2 separate regions of the Mus musculus genome follow, and region 1 is linked to region 2. A link is a contact called in public Micro-C data. All regions are on one chromosome and are shown on one strand. The core of a region is the stretch at or near the end of the contact, and the rest is flanking DNA. Distances in the headings are between cores, read along the strand shown.

What was found. Hi-C and Micro-C count contacts between places; a contact is called where the count stands out from the background.
Region 1: a contact with region 2 is called in a Micro-C map of embryonic stem cells, with 3 times the contacts expected there. The contact joins the promoter of Drosha here to the enhancer-like site in region 2. A contact is called at or near these places in 2 of 39 promoter capture datasets (HPC-7-derived erythroid cells and hematopoietic stem and progenitor cells), 1 of 484 Hi-C or Micro-C datasets (embryonic stem cells) and 3 of 115 datasets of contacts at active chromatin or transcription factors (astrocytes, bone marrow-derived macrophages and embryonic forebrain).

The regions. Positions count from the first base shown.
Region 1 is chr15:12,821,907-12,827,086 of GRCm38.p6, forward strand. It overlaps Drosha (drosha, ribonuclease type III), which reads left to right and starts at 2,909. Exons shown (of 35, transcript NM_026799.3): 1 at 2,909-3,032; 2 at 4,159-4,261. It overlaps 6030458C11Rik (RIKEN cDNA 6030458C11 gene), which reads right to left and starts at 2,751. Exons shown (of 9, transcript NM_029998.3): 1 at 2,561-2,751; 2 at 1,655-1,800. The coding sequence starts at 2,641.
Region 2 is chr15:12,030,066-12,035,464 of GRCm38.p6, forward strand. It overlaps the pseudogene Gm2559. Among named protein-coding and RNA genes, the nearest start is that of Sub1, 37 kb to the left of the region's middle. Within about 2 kb of position 2,591, at least 7 of the 459 cell types and tissues checked have an H3K27ac peak or open chromatin away from gene starts, as enhancers often do. A contact at or near this core is called in embryonic stem cells, where this site is marked.

The sequences.
Region 1 (5,180 bases), core at 1,659-4,158, 790 kb after region 2:
CAAAAAGAGGACCACACCAAAACTGCTATAGACTGTGAAGTACAACAGTTGCTTCAAGAAAAAGCCCCAGCCCCTCTAAAATTAGCACTTGAATCATCAATAACAGAGTTGCGAAATAAGTATCACTTTTTCTTTGAAAGACCAATTAACTGGTTATTTAGACAGCAGAGCGGTGAACTGGTGGATTCTGTATCCTAGTCAAGCTTTAGAAGCTTGTGGAGTTTTGGTGGAGGACATTACTTATCTGAGTTAGTACTGACACTACTATCTTGTTTTCTAATCCCTTCCGTAAGAGCATGAATTTTCATCATAACTTTTTCAATCAAAATGACATAAACAATGGACTGAATGAAATGGATGAGAGTCCAGGTGTCATTTACAAGGGCAAAAATTAAAGAAATCTTAAAAAATTTAAATAATGCCACGCAATAGCTTTATAAATGTACTTTTTTAAAGTAAGAAAACTTGTTTATGTAGACATAATAATTTAATATTTTACAATGAACATTTACAAATTTCATTTTTAATTTAAGGAAAGTAAACACAAACAACACAACTCATTATTTCCAAGGCTTGATTTTTGGAAGTATAAAAGAATGCAGACACTTGAGCACGGTGGCACGTGCATACAGTCCCTGCACTGGGAGGAGGAGCAGGAGTTCAAGGTTGGCCTTGGCTATAACAGGTTGATCCCCAACAACTGGGAGGTGGGGTGGGGGTGGGACTGTAGCCTGGCGGTGGAATCTGTTTCCCAACAGGGCAGCTTTGTTGGGCCTCAGTGGGAGAGTGTCTTAGTCAGGGTTTGTGTTCCTCCACAAAATAAAATGGCCAAAAAAACAAGTCGGGGAGGAAAGGGTTTATTCAGCTTACACCTCCACATTGCTCTTCACCTTCACCAAAGGAAGACAGGACTGGAACTCACGCAGGTTCAGGAAGCAGCAGCTGATGCAGAGGCCATGGAGGGATGTTCTTTACTGGCTTGCTTCCCCTGGCTTGCTCAGCCTGCTCTCTTATCGAACCAAGACTACCAGTCCAGAGATGGCACCACCCACAAGGGGCCTTTCCCCCTTGATCACTAATTGAGAAAATGCCTTACAGCTGGATCTCATGGAGGCATTTCCTCAACTGAAGCTCCTTTCTCTGTGATAACTCTAGCCTGTGTCAAGTTGACACACAAAACCCACCAGTACACTAAGATATTAGTTATCAAGGGTAGGAATGTGTGGGGGTTTGAAAAAGAATGGACCCAAAAACTCACAAGTGGTGGTCACAAGGGAGTGGTCTCTATTAATCCAATCAAGATAATCCTCCACAGGCAAGCCCTGCAACCGACTTCTCAGATAATTCTAGACTCTGCCAAGCATCTTGACAACACTTAACCATAAATAGGCTTCAATGTAGCCCTGGCTCTCCTCAAACTGTAATTCTCCTGCCTCAGCGTTCCAAGGGCTGGGATCACAGGGATCAGCCATCGCACCTGATCCCTATTTGGCTCTTTTAGTGGGTAGAAAAAAAAATGTTCTAAATAAAAATTTAAAAGGCAAGCAAACAAACAAAAAATGCAAATGTGAGTGTAGCAAAATCTCTTGTTTATCATCTGCTATATGTTGTATTTCAAATACATAAAATATGACTAAAAAAAAAGTCACATTACCCAAAGAGTGCTTCCTTATCAAACACAGTGTCTGCTGGCATGTTCACAGGGATAAGGAGGTCTGGGTGGGAGTCCAAATGTAAGAAACTTATATTACTGTCAGGAAGATGCTTCGAACCTATGGCCCGGTATATGAAAGGCAGAACCTGTAATACAGACACACACAGTGAGAACTGCACACTGTCAAGTGCAGACAAAACAAGAAACTGCACCAACCTGAAGTGCATCAAGTGGTCAAACATGGGAACATTAAAAAAAAAAAAAAAAAAAAAAAAAAAGCTTTACCATAGATGGTTTCTGATGATAATCTCCAACCACTCACTCTAGCATTAAACTGTGTTCCAGGTACTCTAAGTTTTAGGGCATTTTCTGTCCCTTTAGGATGGTGAAGTGGGACTAGATGACTTTTTCCTCCTACATGCTATACATCCAAGTTTACCAACAAATTAAAAAGCACAGAGTAACCCAAAGTTGGGTTTGTCTCAGAGATCTTCTTTCTTTCCTCCTTTAACTTTCTCCATCAGTAAATAACCCACTTTTCCTGGGGGAAGGGGTGTATCGCAGAGCTTCACTCTTGATCCCTTTTGTTTTATATCCAGAGACCCTCCAGGGGTCCTATAAACAAATCCAGACTTGCTAGGTCGTCTTCCAGAAGTCTACCCACTTTACGACTGCACTGCCATGTTGTACATTAATAAGCGCTGAAGGCTTTCCTCTTCATATGACACGAGCTACGATTATGGTCCCTCAGGTCCTGGCTAACCCTCTCGTTAAACCGTGGGATGATGACGTTGGTGGTGGTGGGGGACAGGCTGCAGCCAGCGTTAGGTGCTGGTCAAGCCTCTGCAGGCTGCTAGGGTTCGAATCCCTCCTGCCAGGGCTCCGTGGCTTGTGTCGCCCGCTCACCTCCTGGTGATCCTCCACCACCCACACCGGGAGCTTGGTGTAGCGCCTGAGTCGCGCGCGGTCGCCTCCGGTGTCACTCATGTCTCCGCGCGTCTCAGGGAGGCCGCGGGACACGCGGGAGAGGAGCCCGGCTGCCCGAAGCCGCGCGCCCCCAAGGCACGATCGCGGCGGAAACGCGCGCTCACCCGGTTGCGCTTCCGGATTGGAGGACGACACGGTGGAAGGGCGAGTGTGAGACCTGTAGACAATGTCGATTGGTCTATACGTCCGTCACTCTCGCTGATCCGCCAATCACGGTGCAAAAGGTGCTGCGACGCGCTCCGGAGAGTTTTCCCTCCCCAGGTCCGGATTTCTCCGGTTTGCCTTTTAATTCCCGGGGCTTCCTGTTCCGGAGGCGTGGGTGGCGCCTCAGCCGTGGAGGGTGTTATAGTAACCAGGCTGGGCTTTGATGGCGGCGACCCCGGGACTCTCTGTAGGTAGACGGGGGGCGCCTGATGGGTTTTCAGAGAACGAGTATCGACCTAAACGATCCTGGGAGTTGGGTCTGGGTGGCTTCGGGGCAGCTCTGCGGCCAGGGGGAAAAGAGCGACCCGGTACAGATCCCGTAGATAGGAAGCCTTTCATCTATTTGCGAAGCGCGAGCCGTGGTCCAGGCGCGGGGCCGCCCGGCTTGCGGGGGGAGGCGAGTCCCGGAGTCCCGTACTTAACCTCGCAGGCTGGCGGGAGATGCAAACCAGCCAACGTGCTCTTCATCCAGCAGGAGGCCGGGCTGCAGGTTGAACCTGGGGAAAGTGCGGGGTTTTCAGTGACTTAAAGGCACACCTTGCAAGTCTTGTGTGTCGTCGGTCCTGGACGAGTAAACTGTTCAGAATCGCGCCCTCGGTTTCCCTGCTTTCAAAGGGCATCCCAAGAATAGGTATTTCCCACTTGCATTAAATTCATTGATTTGAACTTCGCATCCATAGTACAGTGGTACAGTATCTAGCTTTTATTTTTGGAGGGGAGTGTGTGTTGAAACAGGGTTTCTCTGTGTAGCCCTGGCTGTCCTAGAACTCACCGTGTAGACCAGGCTGGCCTCGAACTCAGAAATCCGCCTGCCTCTGCCTCCCAAGTTCTGGGTTTAAAGGCGTGCGCCACCACTGCCAGGGCCTTTGTCTAGCTTCTCTAACGGAGTGTGCCGTTTTCTCACTGTGGAGAGGTGTTAATTCCCTGACTGTTGTCCACCTCTAGCTTCAGTAGAGTCCTTTTTATTCTCCAGGACTCTCTACATCCTTACTTTATTGTATTTATCACATCGCGTTTTTCTTTTTATAGTGTTCGGGACATCGTATTACTGTTGTTATTATATAAACATTTGTATATGGGTTTTGCGATCCTTGAACTCTGCAGGCTTGTGTGCCTTATAATCTTTGAGCCTACAGAGCTTGGGAAAGCGTCTCACGTGTGCTGGCTCAGTAAGTGATGGAATCGGTGAATGTATACCTCCCAGGTGGTTTTGAAAACGCGTATTTGTGGGGAGCGGTGGAAGGGAATTGTAGTGACTTAGAGGCATGCACAATGAGGGAGAGTCAAACTTGCCTGCGGTTTACTGTGTGCAGAGACTGTGAATCCTGCAGGAATGACTGAATGAACCCTTGATTCACGGACATGCCGGAGGAGTTCAACATGGGCACACACGACTGTCACAGACGGCAGATTCTGGTAAGCTCCGTAAAAGAAGTGAGTCTACACTAAGCAGTAGCAATCTAGGAGTGAGCTTGCGTTCCCAAGGGAAGTCAGTTCTTCACAAGAGGTTAGTGGATCGGTAGGAATTCACTGGCCAAGTAAGGGAGAGCAGAAGCAAAGACGTTTCCTGTTAGTGCTTGCTATGCTAACTGACCTGGAAAGTATGGGCTAAGAGGGGCTTTGGAGAAAGAAATCAGGTGATAAGCCTGGGAAAGTTGGGTTCAGGTTCTGTAGGGCCTCCAATGCCAAGCGTGGTGTTTGTACTCAATACTGTGAGTAGCCTGTGGTACCAGCAGTAGCTCTTTGAGTCCCAAGTTTAATCATGAGAGTATTGGATTGAGGAGCAACCATTTATCTTATTATTTGGTAGCTGTTTTTTATTGGGCCTTGGCTGTCCTGGAATTTTAGTTCTGTAGACCAGGCTGCCTGCTTGTTTCTGCCTCTGCAGTGTTGGGATAGCCCAATGTGTGTGTGTGTGTGTGTGTGTGTGTGTGTGTGAGAGAGAGAGAGAGAGAGAGAGAGAGAGAGAAAGCACTTTGTGGAAGTTCATTTGTGTTTACAATGTTCTGTGGGAAGAACTGAGAACAAAGTAAAGAATGAAGAATGGTCACTGTTGGTTAGTCAGGTTGTGGCTGTATTTGAAATTGAATTCAGGTTTCACTGGGATTTTTCTGTGTGTGTGTGTGTGTTGGTTTGATCCTAGCTCTACAGTGAAGGGAAATTTGTCTGTGGAGGATGGAGGACGTCTTTCCTTAAGTCTTTTACTAAACCAGAGACTGGAGGTGGCTGCTTTTGGTCATCTTAGCAATGGATAGTTTTGGGCTAGCACAACTGTCCAGCTAATAAGGACAGCAGGCAGTTTGCTTGGAAAATGGACAATAGCTCAGTATTTTGT
Region 2 (5,399 bases), core at 1,341-3,840:
TAGAACGTGCTTTATGGTGAGTACAGGCGAAGCAGGCAGCAGGACCAACAAGAGGGAAGGAAGCCTGGAGGCTGCAGCTCTGTGCTCCTATTGTTTTAGAGCAGAGGGCTACTGGCAAACAAAACTGCAGAATAGCATAGAATCACAGAGTACACGCGATCCAAAGCACCAAGTTGACAGAAATGAGGGTCATCCAAGGAGCAGCCATAGATAAAGTGGTAGGTGAGGGTCATCTTGTCAGGTACCTTCATGGACACATGACTTCATGGGCAGATCCAAATATGCCTTTGCTCCTAACAGCACAATTATCACTGTAACCACAATCATCACCAGTCTCCACCACAACCACAATAACCACCACCATGAGTCACCACGATCATTACCACCACCATTGCTCCTGGAATCACCACCAACATCAGCACCACTGTTAGAATGTCGTCTAGGCTCCACCCAACGGTTACTTGGCAACAGGCAAGTGTGCCTGACTCACTATAAAAGGGGCTGCTAGCCCTCTCCTCCCTCTCTTACTCTCTTCCCCTCTATCATCCCTCTTCTCTCTCTGCCCCTTCCCTCCCCATTCCCCTCCACCCCCTCTCTCTCCACATGTTCATGCTGACCTCGACTTCTCTCTCTTCTCTCTCTCTCTCTCTCTCTCTCTCTCTCTCTCTCTCTCTCTCCCTGCCTTTTTCTGCCTCTACTTCATTTTCAACTCCCCTCCCTATGCCTTAAATAAATTCTATTCTATACTATATCCATCATATGGCTGGTCCCTCAGGGGGAAGGGATGCCTCAGCATGGGCCCGCAGAGGCACCCCCTTCCCCTCCACCATACCATGCCTCTACAAACATATTTCTGGTTCTCCTTTTCATTTTTTTGTTAAAAACCAATTTTATTTGTCAACAATTTCATGTTATCAATGAGCCACTCCAAGATCTAAATCCCCAAGCAGGTGCCTCAGAAACACCAATAGACCAAAAAAAAAAAAAAAAAAAAAAAAAAAACAATCACACACAAACCAATAAAATACTCATTGGTACAACATGAGTGATCAAGGTCAGAGGGGATAAAAATCCAGCCTTGTTAACCAGTCAATCTCTTGGGAAGTGGTTGTTCTGGCAGTGTATGTCAGTCTGTAACCATGCCTTAGGAAAGGAGGCAAGAAGTCAGTGTGATACTGTGCTGCACATTTAGTTGATAGCTAGCCTGAAGGAGAGGCCACTTTTGAGGGGAGGCTGTTAAAAGAAGTGGAATCACACCAGTGGGGTTTGGCCCTGGACATTCAAGTGGAAGCCCTAGGTGGAGACTCAACACCATTTCTGCACCATTTCTGTCCAATGTCATCTGTCCTGGCACCCAGGTATTCAAACATTGACCCCGAGGGTTCTGGGAGGCATCCACCATTTGATGAGTTTGGTGCAGCCAGGCCTCTGATAGGGGGTGGGGAATTGGGGAAACAGTTTTTGTGGTACATGTTGGAGTGGCCCATGGGGAAGGAGGATCAGCAACTGTGCTTACAGCTGGTCGAGGACTCAGGGGCATTGATGGGAATGAGCCTGTACTTCCAGCTTGGTGGCCTGCAGCAGAGGGCTTTGTGGGAAGGAGAAGAGGTACCATCCCGGGCAGGCTGCTGCAGCCTGGCCAAGGGGGGCCGCATCTCCTCCTCCAAGGATCTCTGGATGAACCAAGCCTCAATTTGTTCCTCTTTCAGTTTCAGTCTGGTGGCCATGATCTTTCGAGCCTGGAGGTCTGGGTATGGTTCCATCTTGAAGTGTGCTTCCAGCTCCCAAAGCTGCTCTCAACTGAACTTCTGGTCAAGGGGACCCAGGGTATAGGAGGTCAGGGAACGTGGAGATGCTTCCATTTCGCCTGTAGCTCACTTCAGTTATGATTGAAGGTATGCTCTAAGGATTTAGGATTAAAATTCAGCTTCAAGTTGGGCGCACGGAGCAGGGACCCTCCAACCTGTAGCCCCTCCCACAATTTAGCATCCAGCCAAGAGGAAGGGCGGGCTCCACCCAGCGTCTCCTTTGTAGAGGAAATGAACGACTCCTTTTCATTTTTTACAAAACACAAAAACCACCTCTACCATAATCACTACCACTGCCACAATCTTCACATAAATCTTTAAAATTAAAAAAATATATATATGCAAAGTTCGCTAAGAAATTTAGTCCCCCAAAGTTCTATGTTAATGGTGTTTGGAACTGAGGCCTTTGGAAGGCAATCAGGATTGGATGAGTTCCTGGGGACGGGGCCCTCATGGTCACAAGAGTGGCTTCTTAGGCAGAGAGACTCACAGCCACAAGTCCCCCCCCCCCCCCCCCCGTCCCTCCCTTCCCCCCCCCCCCCGTGGTACCCTGCAGAATCCCCACTAGGCAGAAGGGCCTCACCAAATGTGGCCCCCTTGGACATCTCAGCCTTTAGAACTATAAAATAAATTTTTTTTAAAAAAATGCTTTCTGCGATTTTAAAAGTTTTCACTAAACATACCCCAGGTTAGACCACACTCAAGCTTCAACAGCAGGAACTGGATGTGGATAGGCGGCAGTGTATAGTGGCTTGGCCTAATGTGGCTTGTATTCTAATGCTAATTTTGGGGCCCTCAAAGACAAAAGAGTCTGCACATAGCCCCTGTGACCCTCCCCCCCACTTCCAATTGATTGTGATTGGTGAATAATGATGCCAACAGCCAATAACTGGGAGAAGAGAAATAGGTAGGGTTGAGCTTTGGTGGTGCTTTGAGTAAGGAGCTGAGAGAAGTAGCAGCTTTGGGATAGAGAAGACACGCAGAAGAGAGAAGGAGAGAAAAGGCCACCATGGAAGAACAACACCAAGCAGGAGGGAGGAGGAGAGCCACCACAGGCTAAGGGCCAAGAGAATGTGGCCCAGAGGGCTGCCTAATTGGGTCAAGAGCAGCCAAGATGGAAGTTAGAAATTAGTAAGTTATAACTCTGAGTTATCAGTAGGAGAGTGGATTCTAACATTATGGAGAGGAGGCATTGCCTAGCTATTGTGCTACCTAGGGCATATTAAAATATAAAGGCGGTGTGTGTGTGTGTGTGTGTGTGTGTGTGTGTGTGTGTGTGTGTGTGTGTTTCATCTGGAAACATAAAGTAGGCAGGAAGGAACACAAAGCCAGGATTTCTAAAGTATATTTTACAACAGTGGTGACTTGATTTCTATCTCTTTAACCTTCTCAAAGGTCAGGTTCAGCATTCTCAGCTGTGACCTGACCCTATGACCTGAAATGTCAGCCCTACAGAGACTAATTCCTATAAAACAGTTCCAAAATGTGCCAGTCATGGTGACACACACCTTTAGTTCTAGCACTCAGGAGACAGAGGCTGGTGAATCTCTGAGTTCAAAGCCATCCTGGTTTACAGAGAGTTCCAGGACAACTTAGGGCTACAGAAAGAAATCCTGTCTTGAAAAAACTAAAAGGGGAAGAGGAGGAAGAAGAGGGAGAGAGGGGGGGAGGAAGGAGGGAGGGAGGGAGGGAGGGAGGAGGGAGGGAGGAAGGAAGGAAGGAAGGATATAGCTGTCCCTTGTGAGACTAGGCCGGGGCCTAGCAAACACAGAAGTGGATGCTCACAGTCAACTATTGGATGGATCACAGGGCCCCCCAATGGAGGAGCTAGAGAAAGTATCCAAGGAGCTAAAGAGATCTGCAACCCTATCGGAGGAACAACATTATGAACTAACCAGTACCCCGGAGCTCTTGACTCTAGCTGCATATGTATCAAAAGATGACCTAGTCGGCCATCACTGGAAAGAGAGGCCCATTGGTCAGGCAAATGTTATATGCCCCAGTACAGGGGAATGCCAGGGCCAAAAAATGGGAATGGGTGGGTAGGGGAGTGTGGGGGGGGGACTTTTGGGATAGCATTGGAAATGTAATTGAAGAAAATATGTAATAAAAAAAAAAGAAAAAAAAATTGAAAGCCACTTGCAAAAAAAAGAAAAAGAAAAAACTAAAAGGGGAAGAGGAGGAAGAAGAGGGAGAGAGAGAGGGAGAGAGGGAGGGAGGAAGGAGGGAGGGAGGGAGGAAGGAGGGAGGGAGGGAGGGAGGGAGGAAGGAAGGAAGGAAGGAAGGAAGGAAGGAAGGAAGGAAGGAAGGAAGGAAGGAAAAAGTTCTAAAACCTATTGGATAACATAAATGAGTTCAAGGAGTAACAATGGCCCCTTAGGGAGAACCCACAGACAGAGACAGAAGCAAGCGCATAAGTAAAATCAAGTCCCTCTCACATTTGACACTTGGGCTGAAGTGCCTCCTACTAGGCCCAAAAAGCATCAGGGTCTGTCCTCTCTTACAAAAAATTAGCAAAGGAGCAAAGTGAGCTACCTAAAAGTGACTACCAACAGCTAACATGAGTGACTCAAGTCACAACCACAACCACTTATCAGGCTGCCCCCACTTCCTCTTCCCTCCTGTCATTCCTGAGAGGCACACAGGAGGACCTCTTGCCTTACCAACCCAGCTGCTCTGACTGCGGCAGCTACGGCAGCTACGTTAGAGCGTGAGTGACCTCACCACACTGGAGAGGACTGCCATCTGTAAGGGAGTCAAAAAGTCTAGGGTGGCTGGCATCTGTCATGTGGACAGAGAGGAGAAAGAAGAGAGAAAGAGGGAGAGAGAAGGCAGAGTTAGAAGAGACTGTGAGATGGGAAAATGGGATTCTGGTAGTTTATTTCCTGATTCCCACTTCCGGAAGCTCAACAGCCCTTTGCATCCATAAAGCATCTCTGAGCATTATCCCAGGAGCTCACACCTCCATTATCTTTACAATCTTCTTCCCTTACACTGGCTGTCTCTCGAACAGTTATCCAAGGCCTCCTTGGCACTGCGGGTCATTCTGGATACCTGTTTGCAGCTCCAGACTTTTGTGTCATAGTCAGGAGCAAGGGTGACTCACAAGGCATTTAATAAATAGAAGGATACCTTGATTATCACACATTATCCTTTATGAGCCTGTGTTTCATTTAAAATTGTAAAGCATTATGCTTGGTATCTTATGTGGGAATATTCAAACAAGCAAATAATTAACATCCTCTTGGTCAGCCACAAGCTAATACTTAGAATACTTGTTTAAATCAACATGTTAGGACAAGGCACCAGAAAGAGCAGTATGTATACTTGGGTAACCTTTAAAACCACATACAATGTTGTGGCAAAGAAGTAAATAAAAGCTGTTTGGCTTTTTTTAAATTTTTTTACTTTGGTAAGCTAATATCCACATGCTAAAGACTAAAACCTCCCAGGCTCAACCTTATATGGCAAAAGGGACATTGCCGTGTGTGATTGAGTTAAGGATCTTGAGATGAGGAGCTTATTCTGAGCCATTTGTAAGATCTAAACTATAATCACAAGTGTCCTTCTGAGAAGGAGTCACATTTGACT